Regions from separate parts of the Cricetulus griseus genome. Here region 1 is linked to region 2. Evidence: chromatin contacts called from public Micro-C data. All regions are on one chromosome and are shown on one strand. The core of a region is the stretch at or near the end of the contact, and the rest is flanking DNA. Distances in the headings are between cores, read along the strand shown.

Region 1 (4,050 bases), core at 1,544-4,043, 350 kb after region 2:
AGCCAGACAGTGGGAAAGCTGAGGGCAAGACGCCCTCTACTGAGGGCCTGCCGCCTAGGGAAGAGAAGGCCCACCTTTACAGGGGATGCAGTTGGGGGCGCCTCCGTTGAAAATCATCCACTTGAAGAGAGTATTGTGGTTCACATCCTCCTCGGTCCACGAGGTACTCAGACGGCCGGTGCTGCAGCACTCCTCTTTGCTCAATTCTGTCTTATACAGGACCTGGCAGCGGCCATTCTTGGCTTGGCGGAGCCAGCAATTCCCAGCTGTGAAGAGACAGGGATCAGGAGGTGAATGAGCAAGCAGTGGGGTAGGGCAAGGAAGGGGGCTAGAGACGGCAAAGAGGCCTGATGGGTCTGGGAACCAAACGATCGAGGGAGAGTGGGTGGGGGGCAGAGAGAGAGAGAGAGAGAGAGAGAGAGAGAGAGAGAGAGAGAGAGAGAGAGAGAGAGAGAGAGAGAGAGAGAGAGAGAGAGAGAGAGAAGAGGAGAGGAGAGAGAGACCCATACCGAGGTGGGAGGTGGGCTAAAGCAGCCACAGCCGCAGTGCCCTAGCCATATCAATGTCAGTTACCAGTGACCCAGACACAACACGTGCAGCTTGCATTGACTTTTACTAGACTGTTTACTTTTATTCGTCCCATTTCATAACCTGCAGCGACTGGAAGAACAGATTAAAGAACCTGACAAAAACAGGATGCGACGGATGTTTTTACATGTTGGTTTCATGTAGGCGGTAAGAGAATTATTTGTGACAGGGGTTAAGAAAGTAGAGAGAGCAGACGTGGAAGGGAGGGAAGGAGGGAGGGAGGGGGAGTAGGGAGAATGAATATGAATCTTCAGAAACAGATCAAGCAAAAGACACTTGTGAAAAAATGAAAGCAAAAAAAAAAAAAAAAAAAAAAAAAAAAAAAAAAAAAAAGAAAGCAGCCGGGCCCAGCCTGGGTTTGCCCTGTGCGGCCTCGAGGCGCAACCCGCCCGTCGGGCCCGTTTTGCAATCGGCCAGCCCGGAGCACGGCCGCAGCCACCGCGATCTTTCGAAATCTCCGAGGGCTGCTTTCCCTGGCGCCCACGTTCCGGCACCCAGGCAGCGCCCCTATCAGAGAGGCGGGCTGCCCAGCCTAGTGTCGGGCAGACGGCTAGGGCCAGTGCCCGGGAGGGCAGCTTACAATACACAAAACTTTACCGCTCTAACAAGCAAAGCAGCAGTACTAAAGGGGGGAGGTGTCCAGCAGGTCACATATACCTACCTCATGTCTACCAAGAACTCTTTGCAAATAGTTTTCTCCCCTAGCCCTTTTCATGGGTTCGGACTTTGGACAAGAAGACTTCTCATGAATCACCAAAGTGACTCGAGCAACTGGAGCGCAAACTGCATGGTCACCACTATTTAAAAAAAAAAAATCCTGCCCGGAGACTAATTGTTATAAAATAAATCATTTAAAAATTTTAGAAGATAAATTTCCGAAATTCGCTCTTTAATCCACGTCAGAATTGAAATCGCTCGTGGGCTGCTTATTGTTTTACAGAAAGTTAGCAGACATGAATGAGGCAAAGTGGAGAAAACTGTAAAGTACTTAAAATGCTTCGGGCTAATAATTTGGCTTGTCCTTTTTCTTCTCCTTTCTCGCGGGGCTCAGGGAGAGGAGTGGAAGGAGCATCCACTAACACTACCTCCCTCTAAAAATTTCAGTACCCACATTTCCAAGTTTGGGCAAAGTTTCTGAAACCACGTCCCCCAGCCACCCAAGAAAATTCGTTATTTCCCATCCCCCACCCCAAGTCATTTTTTAAAAAGTCACCAAAAGATATGGAAGGAAGATAGGTTAGATCGTTAGTAGGTCGACTACAGCCTCCAGGCTATTATGGATGCTCGTCCTTCTCCTGAGCCAACTAGAGGAGATAACATCTAAAGTCATTATGACCAGAACTTGGAGCATCTATCCCTAACTACTGAGGTTCCAGCTCACCCACTCACGCCTTTTCCTTTTTGAGGATAACCCGACTCTAAACTCTGCTCTCTATCCCAAAGTGTCACTGCTTCAGTCCTTTCCCCCTACTCCTTTCTCCCGGAGTGGCCGAGAGGTTCTAACATCTTCCGAGAGCAGCGTCGGTAGAAACAGACCGAGTCGAGACCGCAGAAAAGTAGAACCCCTGCTCCAGCCGAGCCTCTGGGCGCATCCCGCTCCACTCACCCTGGGCGCTGCGGTCCTCCATGAACTGGCAGAGTAGCAGCAGCAGGAGGCAGAGCCCGCCGGGCTGGTGCCTGGCGCAGACCATCCTGGGGCAGGCGCAGGGCGAGGAGCGCGGCGGCGGGTGGCTCGGACCAGCGGCGCGCGTCGCAGAGGCGAGCGGCGGAGGGCGCAACGATCCTGGCGCAGCCCCGCGCTCGCCACCGGCCGCCCGCGCGATTCAATGGACGTCAGAAGCCGGGCGCAGCCGCTCTTTAAATCTAGACGGGGGTCTTAAGGTTTGAGGTGGGCGGTCTCCCAGTGTGTGGGGCTGTGGGAGGGCGGCCGCGACCGAGGGTGTGCCGGCTCTTTGGGGGTGGGGAGCTTTTAAAAGTTCAGTGTGAATCAGGTGACATTTCCCACCTTCTGGAAACCCTTCCCAATTATCTGTCGGAGGTGCCCGAAATCAAAGAGGCAGGAGGGGAATCGCCGAGTTCTTATTTGCGTAGAAGCGGGAGGGGTCGGCCACAGGGGCGGGGGCTGGGGGCGACGCTTCGGGGTTGGAGAACATCCACTTCAGTCCTGCACGCCGCCGCTCGGAGCCGGCGCGCCCGGGGTGGCGTGCGAGTGTGAGTGTGTGTGAGTGTGAGTGTGTGTGTGTGTGTGTGTGTGTGTGTGTGTGTGTGTGAGCGCGAGCGCGCGACTGTGTGTATGCGCGAGTGTGTGTGTGTGTGTGTGTGTGCGCGCGCGCGCGCGCGCGTGAGTGAGGGTGCTGGAAGAGGCGGCCAGTGGAGCAAGGGGGACTCCGGGAGTTGGTCCCCCGCACCTTTGCTCCAGGGCTCCAGAGAGACTTCTTCAAATGCCGCAGGATCCTGGAGCTGCTGAAATGCCCCCGGGAACAGTTTCAGGATCCTCCCCGCTGAGCCTTGGCGCGGGGTCCAGGCGACGTTTTGTGTCCCGGGGTCTCTTGCGTGTCTTACTTTACGGCCACCGTGCCCTCTCCCCCCCACCCCCAAGTCCCCCAGACTGGAGTGGTTGCTAAGAACCCCGACCCCGGACACCTTCCACCCGGGCGGAGCGCTGCCGAGACGCGGCCCTCGGTCTCCACAAGTCAGAGGCAAACAAAAATGTTTAACACCTCGGAGCCGGTCGCCCCCGGCAGTCTCGCCCTCTCCCTTTCTTTTCTCCCCTTTCACTTCGCAGCGTCTGGAGCCGCAGCCCGGAGCGGGGGCGCCGACGTAGGCGGTCTGCCCCCCTCCTCCTCCGCTCCGAGACGCCCCAGTTTCTGTCCCGAGTCTCAGTCTCCCTCCCTCCCTCTCTCCTTCCCTCCCTCCCTCTCTCCCTGTCTCTCTCTCTCTCTCTCTCATATTAAAAAAAAGATTGCACCATGATATTGAACTTATGCAGCCTCAGTTTATTGAGTGCAATGCCTGGCATTCTTCGCCGAAAGTTGGCGGGTCTTCTCATTTATAACATTTTCTGGCACGGCTGAATGAAACTGAGGAGGCGATATTTCCTTTTATATAAAACGATTACTTCACGGAAAATGCTATATTGTTGATTTCAAAGCTGCCTTTTAAATTTCTATTCTTTTCGCTTCTGAAGCCCGAAAGACAACAAACAGCGAACTATGCAGACAAAAATTCTTGGACATTCTCAGATCATTGGGATTTGTTCTACGGATTTCAAATTCTCCCTTTTTTTCTCCCCCCGCCCTACCCCCCCCGACCCTCCTCTGGTCCTCCTCTCATCCTCCCACCCCCATCTTCCATCACCCTCCTCCCACCCCCTCCACAACTGCAAATAACTCAGTGATAACAGATTTTTTTCCACCAACTGCAGGAGATAGTGCTAATCTTTTAATAAAAGATCCCATTACA
Region 2 (4,344 bases), core at 517-3,016:
AAACAGGTAATTTCTCGCCAACTAGCTACTCTCACATTTGTGCATAGGACTGCAAATACCTGAGGTTCTGCAGACTTCTCCACACTCATTATAATGGCTTCCCTAATTTCTTCCAAGCCTGGCAGATCTGACCGGGAGGGCTTCTGCTATTGACTACACAGTCTATTGAATAACACCTTTGGCACACACCTCTGAAACTTACAATGTTGTACTTGAAGTTGTTAAAGAAAACTGTGTGACTGCTGATCTTTGCAATATGGTTCCTGTTTGCAGAGAGACTGATAGTGATCTGTAACAAAAGCCCTAACCAGGAGGTGTGATGAGGCTGTATCATGTCCCATACCGTTGCCAAGGAAGTATTCCGCCACACCTGGTGCTTCTGAGATACATCAGTGATGTACTCCTTCTCAAGGGAGAACAGAAGCAACCGGAGATAAAAAAAAAAAAAAATCCCAATGGAAGTTCAGATCATAGAAAGCCAATTAATTGTACATCTTCTTGTGCTAATGTAACTGTAATTAGAGCATTAATTTGTGTTGATACTTTTAAGGTTTAATGGACCTTCTAAAGGCATGCGTGTTTGTTTACTGTCAGTCTCACCAAATTAAAGCTCCCATATGAATGCATAGACTCTATTGCCTTCTCAGATAAAAAATATACTTCATAAATCTCACCTGGTTTGGATCCCCAACAGTCTCCCTGGTAATTCAACTCCTGGATTTCACTTGCCAGATGCCAATGTCTTGTACTGCTGTTTCTCCAGAGCCAGATCCCTGGGGTTTAGCGTTTATGAGTGTACTGGCCTGCTCCTGCTTCAAAAGCCTTGCCATCGTCCTCAGTGTAATTGCAGAAATTCTGCTACATTTTAGAAATATCACTTTCCCATGTTCCACCAAATCGACACCACACTCATTTGCACATTTGTGTAAATACTTCCAAACATTGCCTGCCAGATACCTTTAAAATGTCTACCTTTTCTAACTCGGGCTTCTCTAGTTCCCTTTCATGGGAGGCTTGTCTGCATCAGTCCCTGAGTCATTAGTAGTTAGGCACTTGATGTCTAGCTTTCTTGGCAGTGGGACAAGCTGAAGCCTCAGCTATGCCTTGGCCATATGTTCTTATGGCATATGCCATGCGATTTCTAAGAATGGGCAAATCAGAGCATCTTTCCAGCTTCAGTTAAAGATTGATAGCTCAGGATCTGCAGTGTGTGTCAGCATGCTGCTGCCTCATGTCTATTTACCCAGAGTGTTTTGAGGAATGTGGCTTCCGTTTTGATGGCATACTCATAAAATATGGATCAAGAGGGCCCCCTTCCTTCCTCTGTCAGAGGAGTTTGACAAGTGAGGGACCCAAACATTGCTAAATCCTTCTGGAGACAAGACTGAGACACAGTGCAGCCACTTCTGAGCATCAGTGAAGCTTCGTCGTAGCTGCTCTTCTCAAGCCAGACCCTGGCACAGTGCTGCCTCCTGGAGCAAAATAGATTGAAGGAAATAAACTACTAGTGTTTTTTAAAAGAGTTCTGATCCCTAGTGCCAGGCCCCTGGAATGGCAGTAACATGGATTCTTTAATTACCATGCTCTGTGAGGGCAGAAGCCTTGGTTTTATGTTTGGCCAGTGCACAAAGTCAGTGCAGACTCCTAGTACACACTGGCAGCTGAGTTGGAGCTTCCGTCTGAAGAATGAAGCCCTTGTCTATAAGGCATGTGCACCTTATCTCTCCCCATACAGGCTTGAGCCGATGGAGTCATTCTCCATCAAATCTTCTATGTTGAAATTCCTAAGAGAACTTTTTGATGATTCAGTCTATCGGCATGTTCCACTAATCTTCATATCTGACGTGATATCAGAGACACACTTAATGAGTTGCAGCTCTCAAGTAAGTTGCTACAGTCAGGCCTAAAAGGCTTTCTCAGGCAATTCCAGAGATCCACTTTCCCTTATCTCCTTGGTTTCAGGGCCTTCTAGAGAACAAATGGCTGGTCCTTTTCCAAAGGGACCAAATTTCCTATCTGGTGCTTTTATTCCCCAGAAAGAAAAGAAAAAACAGTTGTCTTCCCCTAAGAGACTGGATCCAGAGCAAACTGAATCTCAATGTCCCCCGACATCCCCCCACAATAGACTGCCTCATATGGAGCAGTGTGACTCCTGAGCCTCAGTGGTTTGTGATAAAGGTAGGCCACATCTCTGATGTGCAGACCAGACTACAGTGAAGGATCAATTGATGGCATAGTTGATGTTTCCTGGGTGGCCTGTCCCATGTCTCCATGTGATGCCTTGTGCCTCCTTGGGACATTAAGAGCCTTTGAGTACAATTATATATAAAGGGTCTCTGTCTGCCATCTCTAGCCTTATGTTTGTTCCAAGCAAGACACTCTACCTTTGGTTTTCAGAATACTAGGTTAGGCCCATGTTTGTCGGCCAGGCTTAATACTAATACCAATGCCTTAAAAGGTGTCACTTGTCCCTAACCTAGTTAATAATTTCTTTTTTAAAAAAAATCTAATGTTCTGTGTTCTGGGATCTCATTTTCCGTTTCTCTTTCAGTTCTATATTTTTGTTCTTCCTGTAGATACAGCCAGGTTGAATTTTAAAATGTTCTCTTAATTAAATCTGTTCTGAGTGTCTTTTGAGTTTTAGAACTTCTACTTTAGAATAGAAGCCAAATTAGGAAGCAATGGGTGAACACATAAAGCCAGCCAGCATGTCAAAAGCCAACCTGAGAACAAAATGGTTGATCCTTCTTCCTTCATATACTGACATTTAAAGCATATGTTGCATGTTGTCCTAGATGAGATTACTTTTCACAGGCCAGATTCTTAAAAGAATTAAGTATGATAGTGATTCATATTTTACATTTCTTCCAATTACTAGAGTTCTACAACTAAAGTAAGCAAACAGGAGCAGCTGCAATGTAAAGCTCTTATTGGTTGGGTCATAAAAGCAAATGCTCTTAGAAGTAACAGATTTTCCTAGAACAATGTAGATATTGTTAAAAATTGTTTAATAATACAAGTTAGATTGAGGTTTTAAAGGTCCTTTTATATTATGTTCTCATAATCTATAAATCTGTAAATCAGATCAACTTTTCATATAGGTAAATCCCACACCCTGGGGGTGACTTTGACTCTTTTCCTACATAGGCAACATACCTGAGAGTTTTCATCTTGTGACCCGGCAGCCTTGTAAGTCTTTGGAAGCCTGTTTGTGTCTGTCCATAGCACCATGCCAGGTACATAGTGAAGTTCTCAAAAAGTGGATAGAGAGACAGTCCTGCCTGTCTTGGAGGACGTCTCATCTTGCTGTAGCTTGGTGTGCTCCAGCATCTTTGTCCAAAGACTAAGGGCAAGAAAGGGAAAAGACTGTAGTCTCCACCTTATTTTGTTAGCAGTTGGTTCAGCAAGCCCTCACTGAGCATCTGGTCCACATGGTTCCTGCTCCAGATGTGGGGTTAGTCAAGAAAATGAGAGGGCATGCTTTGCAAAAAACTCTATTAGACCCAAAATCTGCCTTCATTCTGGAAAATTCCTATTCCAGTAGGGGGGTGGAGAAATAATCAAAGGCTGTACAGACATGGAATGAGTGAGCAATCTGTGCTTGAGGGAAGGGACTTCAAAGAAAGGAGGCAGAGGAGAGTGAGTGAGAAGAGGTTACTAACTGGATCTATTGGGTAAGTAGCAGTTGAGCCATGAAAATTAGCACATGCATACTGAGGAAGATAGCATTTTGGGATACTGAGTCATGGAGCAGCAGTTGTTTGGTTAGAGATGTTTTTCTTAGTGCTTGCTTCCCAAGTTAGGTGTGAGTCCTAGGAGGGCTTTTTTTTTTTTTTTTTTTTTTTTTTTTTTTTTTTTTTTTTTTTTTGCATCTATTGCAAGTTTTTCTCAGAGAAGACAATCAGGAATGCTGACAGTTTTCATGATTGCTATAAATACTGCAGAGGATTTTCTTGTTCCCTTGTCCTGGCCACTATAGATGCACAATGAAGTATCAGAAACACCAAGAAGATGGGACAGGAGTAAAGGGATAAAGATGAAAAGTGCATGGTGTATATGCCGTCGGGAGCTGTGACATTGTGTGGAAGGATCATCTATATATATATATATCTGTGTATACATACCTATGAAATGGTACCTTAGCATAGTATGAATGGCTGCCATGCAGAACTGGAGAAGGAGACATCTTCGGCTGCAATGGTTAGAACATGAGATATGGCATTGGAGTTGGGTCTTCAGCAAAACTGTTTCTAGTAGTGTTGATGGAGGAGGAGGAAGGTGCCAGGCACTTTTCTAAGCCCTTAATATATCTGAAAATGAACTCTGTAAGGTAGGTATTATTCT

What was found. A called contact is a pair of places that touch in the nucleus more often than the background predicts.
Region 1: a Micro-C map of the CHO-K1 cell line shows a contact between it and region 2, with 2.5 times the contacts expected there. The contact joins the promoter of Fst here to the enhancer-like site in region 2. A contact is called at or near these places in 2 of 8 Hi-C or Micro-C datasets (both in the CHO-K1 cell line).

What each region holds. Positions count from the first base shown.
Region 1 is chr2:332,299,262-332,303,311 of CriGri-PICRH-1.0, forward strand. Fst (follistatin) reads right to left here and starts at 2,794. Exons shown (of 6, transcript XM_027401433.2): 1 at 2,195-2,794; 2 at 75-266. The coding sequence starts at 2,279.
Region 2 is chr2:331,952,050-331,956,393 of CriGri-PICRH-1.0, forward strand. All of the region lies in intron 4 of Arl15 (ADP-ribosylation factor-like protein 15), which reads left to right. Among named protein-coding and RNA genes, the nearest start is that of Ndufs4, 270 kb to the right of the region's middle. Within about 2 kb of position 1,767, at least 1 of the 6 cell types and tissues checked has open chromatin away from gene starts, as enhancers often do. A contact at or near this core is called in the CHO-K1 cell line, where this site is marked.